Linked DNA regions of Mus musculus: region 1 is linked to region 2. The links are chromatin contacts, called in public HiCAR-type maps. All regions are on one chromosome and are shown on one strand. Each heading gives the region's core, a stretch centred on a gene start, on an enhancer-like site or on the middle of the called end of the contact. The rest is flanking DNA. Distances are from core to core; before and after follow the strand shown.

Region 1 (6,543 bases), core at 2,875-5,374, 240 kb after region 2:
CTGCAGGGGACTTCGCCAGGGGCTCCCCAGTCCTTTGCAAAGCAAGTTGTTGCACTCTTTTTGTGTGACACTTTTGGCATTGGTTGTGAAGAGCGACCCCTTCCCTGTGTGTGTAAGAAGGGAAAAAAAAAGACACAAAGACAGTGGCACAGAGAAACACAGAAGAGAGAAAGGGTCGTGGGGGGTGGGGTCTCCGGAGAGTCTCTGAGGCCAACTGCCCGCGAATCGCGTGGCGTGGCGGGCGATGAGAGTCTGTATTCCGAGGACCAGATAAGTGACTGGCGCTGGAGCCGGGACCAATGGGAACCTCTCCCTGCTCCGGGTTGAGCCAGATAACAAATTGCACTTTCATGGAGGGGTGGCTGCAGCTGTGAGGAGGACCTTAAGGGCTATGAAGACCCTGCATTCAGGACCCGCAGAGAGCGAGCGGTTCTGGTCTTCACGTTGTTCATGAGGCCGTGGGAAGGGGGCCCGTGTGCCCGCCCCAGAGGCACTGAGCGCCTGTGCCCGGAGGGCGTCGCGCTGGCCCAGGATGCCTGCTCACCCCTTGCCTGGCCTGGAGCGCTGCGGAATTTTCTAAGAAGGGGAGAGCATGTGGAACAGGAGGGGTGGCATACTTAGGAGGACCAAATCGCTGTCGGGTGAGAGGTTATGTCTCTAATGAACCCCCCTCCCCCTTAAGACTGTTCATAGAGAAACTGGTTCTGAGCCCCCAGAGGCTGCCAATCATGCCTCCTGGCCTATCAAATGAAGTTCCAACAGAATTACAAGATGGATAATAAAAGTCACAATTAAGAGACAGCTCTCTAGCATTTGTGGTCTTCATGAATGACTTCCTAGAAGAAGATGATGGGCCATTCAAATGGAAATAACGAATACTTAAAGCTTAGAAGTAGGGAACGGAATTTAAGTCCAAAACCAAACATCTGGCACCCATGCCCAGTCCATTTTTGTTTTGTTTCTGTTTGTTTTAGATCAGAAAGGAGGTGCTGTAAAGAACAGCTTTTGGACAGTTATTTATATCACGACTTCAGTCTCAGGAAGCAACTTGCTATTGCCTCTGATCGTTTTTTGTGTAGATAACAATAGTGTCTATCCCAACGTAGATGGAAATGACAGGCAGGCAAGGAATGATGAAACCGTTCTAGTTTCTACAATACCAGAGGAAAGTGGTCTTCGTGTAACGCTGTTAAAAAAGGAATTCCAATACATTCAAAACATGCTCAGAATTTAAGTTCTTAAAATTTTAAAGCTGTGTTTGGGCCCAGAGAATTCAAACGTTGGAAGGAAATGAGGTTGAATAGAAATCTGGTGTCCATAGCTTGCTTCTTCATTATTTTTTGGATTTGCTGGTTTAGTTTAAAGTTTGCACAAGCCACTACCTTAAGTACTAATTCCAAGTTCTAGGCCCGAGATTCTGTGAAAATCTTTGAAGCTAAGTGGCTTGCCTAAGGGAAAATAAGTAACCTTGCAGGAGAAAAAGGCTTGCAAATGCAGGCTAAGCTTTAAAGATCACCTTTGCATCTCTCTCTCTGTGATTCTAAGATTTGCTGTTAAGTAAAGTATAGGCAACGTGGGGAGGGAGTGGGAGAGGGACATGACCAAAATATATTGTATATTTGTATGAACTTTCAAAAACATAAAACACGGGCAACATAAATCTTGGCAAAATGAACAAACGTTTTGAAAGATCTTTACTAAGTACTTTACTGAGTACTTTACCGACAAAACTTTTCCAATTATATTCAAGCTTTTGTGCTTGGAGGGAAGGACAAGGGCATGAGCACTCCCTGTGGGGACTTTGATGGCAGAGCTCCTCTCATTTCTCCCTCCAAGATTCATCTTATTCTAGAAGCATCAACTAAAAACATTATGAATCACACCAGCAGTCATTCTAAGCAAGTGGAAGGAGGACCTCACAATATTATGCAGGGAAATCCCACAAACCCACTTGCTTTGCCTTCTAAATTCTGGTGATTTGTGTTTCTCACTGCATCCAGATTTAGGGACAGAAACAGTGAGGTTTGGATCTGTTAAGTGCATACCTTTGTTCCCGAAAGCCATCAAGACTGATATTTTAAATAAAATTAACACGGCACAGACAGGATTGTCTGATAAATAACTCAGGGACAATACAGTAGTGGTGTGACCACTGCTTGATAAAGTTATGCGCCACATTTTTTTTTCTTAAATAAGAAACTCCTGTGTACTCCGGGTTGCTGTTTTCCTTTGTCTAGGTGTATGTCTCATTTCCTCGATACTTTGTAATTGAGAAAGAAAAGCAAAGTGCTGCTCTTTGTTTCTATTATAAACTCAAACTCACATTGTGTTGCTTTAATGACTGCTCTCCTCAATTGTGTTAAGCTGTCTCAGAAGGCAGAGAATTAGCTTTCAATCAAGAGGCTTCCAACTGGAAGATTCCATGAAGATTTCATTTTCTTTATAAATCGTACACGTCCTGAGTTTTAAGGGAACCCAACCAGTCAATGAAAGAGAGTAAAGAAATAAGAGAGTTCACAACTACACCATCAAAACCAGGTTATTGGGGATCTTAAAAATCTCCGTAGTGACTTCCCATAATTATAATGTATTCCTATTGTATGTTGGTCTATGATTAATTTAAACCTATTAGGTTAAGAGCACACACAGCTATTGCAAGGGCTGTAGTTGGTTCCCAGCACCCACACTGGGGAGCCTATAACTCCAAACTTGTGGATTCCAATGCCCTCTTCTGGACTCTCAGGTGCACATACCCATAGACATTTCCACAATTGTAAATGTAAATCTTTTAAAAATTAGGTGGCTATTTTATCAGAAAGGCCTTTTGCTAGCGTTCCAGAAAATTTTTGTGCTGATGAGAACATTTGGGGTTAAAGCACCCTAGGTCTTGGGTTGCTTATTCGTAGAATCCTAAGGGCTCTTGGTTTGGTTTTCCAAGGAAAGATTCATTACAGTGTTCCTCAAAACATCCTTCATGATTTTTAAGTCACGGGAGAATGTGTAGCCTGATTCCTCTTCATTGCTGGTGAAGGTTATTTCCCCTAGATTTGGTCCCTATCAGGAGTTTTCAAAGATTTGTTGCCAGGAAGACCTGAAACATTCCCTAGAAAAGAAGATTTGCAAGTTGCCTTCTAATGTCCTCAGTTTAAACAACCACAGAGGACAGTGGCAGATTGCCAGATACGAGAACCTTGACTCCACTCCATATCCATTTCTTATCGTTTATATTTATGACTTCCTTCCCTGTAACCCTGAGGGTACAAACTTACACAGCCAATGGGATGGAGAAGAAGAGGAGGAAAAAGAGGAGGAGGTGGAAGGGGAAGAGGAGGAGGAGGGGGGGAGGAAGAGGAGGAGGAGGAGCAGCAGCAGCAGCAGCAACAACAACAACAACAAAGTGGATGTGTATATCAGGCAGTTTGAATGGTGAATGGCCATCCTCTGAGGCCCACTGCTCCTTGCTTTGGCTTTGAAATTGGTCTTGCACAGAGGTGCTGACCCAATTTCCCAGCCTTTCACCTAATAAGTGATAGGGGCCAGGCTTTATATTTTCATCCTCGGATGACTTCTGATTTCTCTGATTGATATTTACTATTTTCTCCCCATTGTAGAAGTTAATAACTACGGGGAAACAAGTGATTTCCCAATTAAGAAAAGTAGTTCCCTCAAGACCCTCACCCTGACACTTGGTTACCATATAAGCTAGGGTGGCTGGGGTGTGTCTGTGTATTTTAGTATTTTCCATTCCGTTGCAAACTAGATAACTATGCTCTGAATACGTAAAGAAAACTGTAAACTCACTTTCCTCTCTCTTCCTAGAATTTGTCAGAAAGGAAACCATTTATTTGCCTATTTGCTTATACCTTGCATCTGTTGTCACTGACAATTTGTCTGTCTTCTCTCAGTGTTTCTTGTCAGATTAGTAAGCAACTATACAAAGCCAAGCTAGGAAGTGTGTCATTTGGAGCTGCCCAACCTTGCCAGGTCTCCTTAATATTCAGCAGTGCGACGAGCTTGTGGAAACCATGGCTAAGCAACTAGAAAAGGAGGGACCGAGCTGTGACTTGCTTATCTCCCTGGCCTTGAATCTGAATCTCAGCACCAAGGCTGTCAGAGACATTTAAAGGGCTCCCTCAGGCGGCTTGCGAGAGGGCCTCTCAGGACACATTTCCAGCTCTGCCGCCTTACTCTGTGGCATGGCTTTTTAGCTAATTTGAAAACATCTACTGGAGTAACTTCCCTGTTCTTTCTACTACTGGCAAGTGCTCTTGAGTATGTGGTAGTCAGATTGGCGTTAACCCCTACACTAACCTCATGATTACTGCCCATTCCCTGGGTACTTTTTCTGTCTTGGTTTCAATTTCAGTCAATAGTCAGTGTGAAGTCTATTTCTGGACTAGAAATTTCCCTGCTAGATATCACCCAGATTTCTTTATAAAAGCACACGCTGGCTTTTTCGAGGGAGGGAAATGGCATTTTGCTCTTGTCTCAGACGCTGCAAACAGCTCCTCTTTGATGGGATTCATCACACCATGTTCTAGGAAGACAGCAGGACTTACTCATCTCCTTCATTGCTATTCTTCATACCTGAAGCCAGAATGCAGGGCAACCTTCTCATTGTCCCAGGAAAGGTTGTGCTTTCCTCTTTAACTGTGGAGGGCATCTGGGAATCAGGAAGCCCTAGCTCATTTGGAACTCTACCGTGTGAGCTCTTTCACCTGGGCAATTCAGACGAGGTGCACCACCTGATTCTGGAGCTCCGGTGAAATGTGATGAAAAGTCTTTTCCCTCTCTCCCTGAAACACAGTTTCTTAAATCGTTTCTTCTTGCTTACACCTCAAATGAAGAGTCATTTAATTAGTGAAGCTCTCCAGCTGGATACTCTGTGACAGTTGTATAGTTTCTTCACTATCCATTTAAAGTTAATGAGGATTTGTCATCTGGTGATGGTATGATTGGATGGCCACCTTCCCCCACAGGCTTCCTGTGACCTCAAGAGCTAAGGATAGTGTGCTCATCAATACCACTGATGCCTAGCACAGTGCAGGGCTCCTGGTAAACTGTCAGTATGTACCAGCTGTGTGAACATTTGAATAATTGAATAAGTGAGTGAGTGCGGAGCCCTGTACCAGCTGTGCAGAGACCATAACTTCGAAGGTAGTGTTTTGTTGTTTCTTGCATGGCTCACTTTGCAGGATCAGATTCCACGTTGTTTAGTGCTAGGCTTACTTGGATAATACCTTCAAGAGACATTCCAGAGTGGTCAGTATGTCATATCAATGGCTATATTTTCCAGTGAGGGGCCTGAAGTCTTTTCATGTAAAGAGGTAAGATTATAGGTCAAATAATAATTAATAAGGATTCTCTTTCTTCCTCCTTATGTACAGCAAACTTATCAATGGCTTGCCCAATTTCTTTTTGCCTCACCTTTCAGATCTCCTTTCCTGTCACCCACAGTGGGGAGGCTGGCACATGTGTACCTCATTTTAATCTGTGATTTTCTGTTTCTGAAGTCCAGAAGCTCACAGGATAACAGGGACAGTGTCTATAAGGTTGCATATAGAAGGAAACAAAAGTACCTTGGGGACTTAGTCTTCTGTGAAGATGACACAAACGAGAGACACCCAGGAGATGGTGCATCACATGAGGAAATGCAACCATTGGATTGGCTTTTAGGTTATCCTGGTGTCGTTTTTCTTGATTGTTGATGTGGGAAGTTCCAGCTCACATTGGTGGTCCTAGGAGTTATGAGAAAGGTAGCTAAATGTGAGCCTAGGAACAAGGTGGAGGTACTGTTTCTGTGTGGTCTCTGTTTCGGGTGTACAGGTTCCTGCTTGAGTTCTTGCCCTGCCCTTCCTCATCGATGGACATGGAGCTGTTAGCCAGATAAACACTTTCTTCCCCAAGTTTGCTGTCTGGTAGCATTGGTCACAGCAGTAGGAAGCACACTATGATAGAGAGTGGAAGAATGAACCATATCCCAGTGGTGAGAGACACACATTCAGCTTCAGCTGACTTTCTCGAGGCTGAGTTCTGTGCAAGCACTCAGCACCAACTGTGATGGTCTCCTTTGTGGCTCGTATCCAAATCTAACATCCCAAACTAAGCGAGAGTGCAGCCCTCTAAGTATTCCTTCAATAAACATTTTAAAAATAAAATCTTATTATTAAACATGAAAGTTTGCTCCTCCCCAGTCTCTGCTTCTGGGATATTTGAAAGCTATGGAGAGGCAGACCAGCATCCTGGATATCCTGTCCTGCCAACTGCAAGTCATTATAGCTGCCAGGTCCACAGTGCAGTCTTGGCTACCTATGAGGAAAGATGAGGGTCGAGGTGAGCATGACCTCTGTTTGTATGACTGGCCATATCAACTAGAGTATCTAGATTTTCATGTCTATGTCAAATAGTGCTGCTCTTCATGTGGCTTAGCTCTCTTTTATCATTCAGAAATGTGCCATGTAGAGGTTCAGTTTGCTGGATTTTTTTTGCTACTCCATAGTAATCTATTCTATGGCTAAATCATGATTAACATGGCAGTCTTTC
Region 2 (6,116 bases), core at 1,673-4,172:
CCGGCCTTCATTTTACTTTTAAGGTTTTATTTAATTTTAAAATTTTTAATCAATTCTAGATGTAGTCTATTTGACAACCAAGAATACCCAACAAACCTGCCATAAATTGTCTCCCTTGCCTATGGAAAGTTTGTTATCAAGTCTTGCTGCTTCTTCGAATCCTTGGAACACCCTCCCTTAGATTGTTGGTTTAATTTTAATAAAAATATGTGTGTTAGAGATACAATCTTTGCCTTTAGATTCTTTTTTTTATGACATTTTTTTCTAGCTATCTGGTTGGAGAGTTCATGTTTTCAAAACTCCACTTCAACATATTTGCATGGGTTCTTTCCAAACAATCACATATAAACGCAGGATCGTGTGGTGTCGTATAGAAATGTACTCGCTGTGTGAAGTTAGAGGGGACAATGTATACTTTATTTGCCTTTATGTCATTTCTCAGTTTCCCCAAGGCACACTTCAGAGGATTTTCTCTCCCTCTCCCTCTCCCTCCCTCTCTCTCTCTCTCTCTCTCTCTCTCTCTCTCTCCCTCCCTCCCTCTCTCTCTCTCTCTCTCTCTCTCTCTCTCTCTCTCTCTCTCACACACACACACACACACACACACACACTAATAAGAAACACTACTATAAGCTGAAATATGTAGACAAGCATCCATTTCCTCCTTCAGGTTAGTAAGCCACTAGTATATTCTCAGGTTCCAACAGGTTAAGGTTCCGTAGTCAACATTTGTGGTGGGACTGACTCCACTCAGTCATGTTGGTTTGGGTTGAGACTGTGTAACCGTAACTGTGTGACTCTAAATCGTATCAGTTGTCTTTCATTTTTTCTTTCTTTCCACTTTTGCCTGAGTTTTCTCTGATGCCCAAGACTTTTTGTTGGCAGAATCCACCCCACACTGATGCCAGTTGACTTCACTCCCTCACTTGAGAGAGTGAGAACATAGAGAAGGAGTAACCGAGGGCAAGACAGACAGACAGACAGACAGACAGAGAGAGAGAGAGAGAGAGAGAGAGAGAGAGATATCAAGTAACTCCTCAAATATCCATGCAATTTCATTACCATGTACCCCCTAACTGCAAATATGAACCCCAAGGATGTTTTGCTTTTCCTCTTATTTTCTACATCAACTTCTTTCAGGAAATGACACAAAATTGTAAAACCCGTTCAGAATTCAGTAATCCAGTCAGGCATTTAAACTTTGGACCTGGAATACAGCCTGGCTCAAAAAGCACTGGGTGTTCATTTGAGAGACTGCATTTTTTGAGCTCAAAGACAATTCCCCTTAGGAAGTTGTACCGTGGCAGAGAGAAAATGTGTCTATTTTCTGGAGGTTAAACTTAGGTCCTCATGTTTTCAAGGCAAGCCTATTACTGAAGGTTATCCGTCTATCCCCATGGGGGCCTTTAAAAATGTTTACACCATAAAAGGACAGCAGGTAGCCTAGTGCTCTGTATTTCTCTCTGCACATTAAAACCCCATGGTTCATAGATGCTGAAGTTTCAAAGAATATTCCCTGATTCTAGATCAGAGACTTCCGAGGCAACAGAGGCTGGAACGGGACAGAGTTTTTAAAAGATTAAGCTCTGTCTGAGTTACTGCCTTTGCTTTCAAGCAAGAAATCCATGGCTCTTTGACACATAGAGGGGTAAGTCTGATAGCCCCTTGGTGAACGTAACTGTTTAAATCATATAAGTTGCCAAGGAGGAGGAAACAAAATAATGACAGACAAATAAAACCACAGGAAAGATGGCATCCAGAAAAAGCTGTAGCAAAAGCAACACATTTGTAAAGGAGTTGAAAGAACCAGCCCGAAGGGCATGCCAGTGTATTTTCTATGGCTACATGAAAACATAGTTCAAACGCCAGGCTATTTTCTCTCCATTTCCAGGGCTTAGCTGGGTCCTCTGTTTGGGGTCTCACAGTGTTGCAGTTAATGACTTGACTGATCCTGTGGTCTCATCCAACACAGCCCTCACAGGATGGTATGATTGTGGGCAGAGCTTTCTTACACTCAAGCACATGGTTGTAGGTATTATATCAGGACCACTGGGGGGAGCATACTTGTGCTCCTTGAATCTGGGTTTAAAGATGTTCTAAACTGCTCTTTAAGGGCTGAATAGACTAGGCAAGGGTAGTGGGTTAACCTGCCTTTTGATGAACTTGGTCGACTGCTAAGGACCTTACTTACGTTTGAAAAAAAAAAATCAAATAAGGCTACACAGTCACCAGTGTCTTGTCCTGGCACCTTTATAATCTTCCCTTGGGAGCAGGTCACAGGTTCTAGCCATTCTCAGGGCAGATGGTTGGCCAATTGCAGTGCACATGCTACAAGATATGTCTACTACATCTGGAGACGGAATTCTTGGCTCTATTTGTAAAAAAAATCTATGAGATGTACCAGGCATGGTGTTAGACATGGTGCTTTTGAGAGCAGCGGGTCACTTTTTCTGTCTTGACTTTCAAGCACTCTTTACTTTTTAAAGCATAAAAGACAATCAGAAATGAGGCTGGGTCCCAGAAAACTCGAATCTGTACTTGGACATTTATAGTTGAACTAACACATTCTTTCCACTTCTTCTAGTCTGGGTACTGGGTTAGTCAGGTCAGGGAGAGAGGAAAAAGAAAGGGATGTTAAGGGCTGAGAAGCTGGCGTCTCTGTAACTAAAAATTGGAAGCAGATTTTATGCCCTGCTGTATCCCTAAGCCACCAGCGTTTTCAGACCCTAAATTGCAAGGTTAGCATTTTACCCCCAAAATAACCTTCGAGAACACTCAAGATAATTCCTCAAAGGCTATGGACTTAAAATATCTCCCGCGTGTTCTTCCATCTCTGTTTCCCAAGCAATCAGAGAGCATTCTTCCACAGCGGGAAGAGTGTTTTCTTTGTCATTGCTTTGCAGACACTACAAGTGCAACAACACAGCTGTGCCCGCGCTTGGCCTCTGTGGATCCACCTGACTTCCTGCCTGTGCGGAGCTCCAGCGCTTCAGCGCTCCACAGTTGAGAGAATTGGCTTCAATCGGTGGAATTTTCAGTGATGTGTCCCTTGAGTGTCCTTGTCTAAAATGATTTTTTCTCTTCCTATACCCTTTTTGAGTTGGCCCCCTTCTAGACTTCAAATGGATGACAATGCAGGTTGGCAGCGTGTTGGCGAGAATACCACAGGGGACCTATGTGAGGCCAGACAACGATTTCTTGGGCTTCAAAATTTCTGAGCTCTCTTCCAAGTCCTGAAGCCCCTTCCTGATCTAATATCGAACACAATGTCAAGTGCAAAACCAGTGCTTTCCAGAATCCTCATTCCCTAAGTTGGCAAAGGGAATTTCAGATAGACTCTGATTTCTCTATCATATTGGACGACACTAGGATTGGACACTGTGTTCTTTTCTTTTCTGTTCAAAACTTCTTGGGACTCCAAGTACTGTCGCATTACATCTTTGTAGAAGCTCCTGATGTTCTTGGGAAGCAAGTCTATCCCTCCTTGCCTTTGCTGGCCCCTCAAATGCCCCTTCTCCTAAGGCCCCCATTCCCACAAATCTAAACACTTGATCTCTTTTCTAGCTAGTGCTAATCAAGTGGATTATAATGATCTGTTTTGGTTTGGATTGTTGTTGTTGTTAGTTCTTAAACAAAGTGAGAAATGAAACCATATTTTATTTTTATCTCTCAGTCCTCATATGGAAGTAAAAGCCATTGATAATGTTGAATAATGTTGGTGAGATAGTGAGGGTGGTCCATAAATGATGATTAATGCAAAAAGAGGGTTGCAGGGATAACCATGAGATGGAAAATTACTGGTCTTTCACAAGATAGTTGTCTATATAGTATGAAAAATACACACAGACACACATGACAGCACATCGTTTCTCCCAGAGGGATGATCTTACAAACTCTGCAGACTGATAAATACCATGCTCAGAAAAATCAGATTCCCCAAAGACTTGACTTTCACATGTGCTAATCCCAAGCTCTTGGTACACTTTCAGGTATAGAGCCGATCTTACCACTTTACACAGTCCTGACTAAGACTTCCTAAGGATAGAGTTTATTCAGTGTGTGATATAACCACCACTGATGAGGCCTTCACCATGATAAGACAGAAACCTGAGCTGAGTCAGGCTTTATACAAAGGGACAGGTAAAGATTTGGTGACACCTTTGTGGCTAGTTGTTCATCACAAGGCTTTGGAAAGTGGTCTGTAAATTGTCCCCTGCCAGCATGGAAACCTTCTCCACGTTACCACTGATGTGGGGACTTGCTCACTTCAACTTAAGGTATTATGGCCATAAAGGGCCTAGGATTTCATAACAAATACTTCTAAATGGAAAAAAAAATATCCTTTGTAGCATCCAGCTGAATCCTAACTATCAACAACCTCTGGGCATTGAGTATCGTTCTGAATCCCTACATAGAATAAAGCAAATATAGAAGAAATATATACCAGAGTCACACCGACAGTACTTTGAATCCACATCAAAGACTAAGGATATCCAAATGGTCTGAGAGGCCAATGAATCCTTTAGATTGGGAAGGGATATGATTAGATGTGGGTGTTTATAAGAACTCTCGGCTTTGCAGGGCATGCACTGGAAACATTAGAAGCAGAGAAGATGAGTTCAGAGACTACAACAGTTACCATACAGTGATGATGGCTATCGGTGCTACTGGAACGGCATTTAGGATTCCTGTGGCTTGCTTCTATGTATTCTCTGACAGGTGATGTTAAGGGTCGTGTGAATTAGAGCTGCCCTCATGAGTCTGAAGAGGCAAGGGTGGACTTGATGAAGTATGTAGGGTCACACAGGATAGATGATGATGCCTAATCTTACATGCCATATAAGGAAGGGAATAAGTTGCTACTTAGGCCAGGGTTTCAAAACAAATAGGCAAGGAGGATAATTTTATCCCTGGGGACTTGCCAGGAATTAGTTCATACACAACAGCTGAGAAAAAAATTAAGTAGTTCTGGAAAAAATGAGGGCACAGGTAAGGGATTCAGTAGAGAATGTTGTGTTTCTGGAGAAGGCACCGTGCCAGTGCCAGGGGAGGTATGATGAGGGCCTGGGTTTTGTGTCAGTGGCAGCAGTGACAGCAGTATCCTACACATCCAGACCTGTAGACACTTTAGGAAATAGAAGAAATCAGCCCACAGTCCCAGGAAGGAATACAAAGGTGGAGAGAAGTGAACTTCCTATTTCCCACCAATATCACTGCCAACCACTGACAGACACCCATCAGAGGCAGAAGAGGAAGGAAGGAGGTCTGTTACCTCGGCCACTTGAGTCAGATTGCAGGGTTGAAGGTAACAGGAAGAACACTGGGAAGGTGTGCTGCCATCGCTAGATCTCTCAAAAGTGTTAGGTGAAACCGCAAATAACAATCAACACTGCTGTGTTTGTCCAACTGCAAATGTAGCTGTTACCAGTTGAGAACTTTCTTCTCCAAAACGTCATCATCACATGGCCTGCTGGTATTAATTTCCATAATATACCCAAGTACATGGGTGAAAGTCAAGCAGAACCTCCAATATAATTAAAATACTATCCTGGAGCGTATGGCCTGTTCATTTTACAGTTTAGTTGTTAATGAATTTACAGTTTTCATATCTTCTATCATTTCGGGCAATGGAAAGATAGATAAATCATATATTGAGAATACTGGGAGGGGGAGGGAGGGAGGGAGGGAGGGAGGGAGGGAGGGAGGGAGGGAGAGAGGGGTGGGAGGGAGGGAGAGAGGGAGGGAGGGGGAAGGAGGGAGGGAGAGAGGGGGAGGGAGGGAGAGAGGGGGAGGGAGGGAGGGAGGGAGGGAGGGAGGGAGAGAGATTTGTCTTTCTGCTTGTTGATCTATCCTGTTTCGTCCTATTTAGACCCCACTCAGTTTAATGAGTACAACATAAATCTCTAAATCCCATGAGAATGAGGGAATGGGGCTCTATTTCATGCTCGTCTTGAATCATGTACTGGAGAATTTCCACTCTGCCATCACTGTTTCCTGTAAAACCCCCAACAATGAAAAACAAAATTACTGAGACAAGTAGTGTAGTTAAAGCTGAATTGGCCCTGTAGATTTCTCTGTTTACATTATGGGAGCTTTTAAGGAAAGCGTTAATATTCCAC

Evidence for each region. HiCAR-type assays count read pairs that join an accessible place to other places.
Region 1: a HiCAR-type map of PVALB interneurons shows a contact between it and region 2, with 6 times the contacts expected there. The contact joins two enhancer-like sites. A contact is called at or near these places in 3 of 39 promoter capture datasets (hippocampal neurons and liver), 4 of 115 datasets of contacts at active chromatin or transcription factors (PVALB interneurons, SST interneurons, embryonic forebrain and 1 more) and 1 of 9 other capture datasets (adipose tissue).

What each region holds. Positions count from the first base shown.
Region 1 is chr17:69,970,102-69,976,644 of GRCm38.p6, forward strand. It overlaps a transcript of Dlgap1 not described here. Among named protein-coding and RNA genes, the nearest start is that of Gm36594, 49 kb to the left of the region's middle. Within about 2 kb of position 4,125, at least 4 of the 459 cell types and tissues checked have an H3K27ac peak or open chromatin away from gene starts, as enhancers often do. A contact at or near this core is called in PVALB interneurons, where this site is marked.
Region 2 is chr17:69,730,274-69,736,389 of GRCm38.p6, forward strand. No RefSeq gene overlaps it. Among named protein-coding and RNA genes, the nearest start is that of Gm36594, 190 kb to the right of the region's middle. Within about 2 kb of position 2,923, at least 3 of the 459 cell types and tissues checked have an H3K27ac peak or open chromatin away from gene starts, as enhancers often do. A contact at or near this core is called in PVALB interneurons, where this site is marked.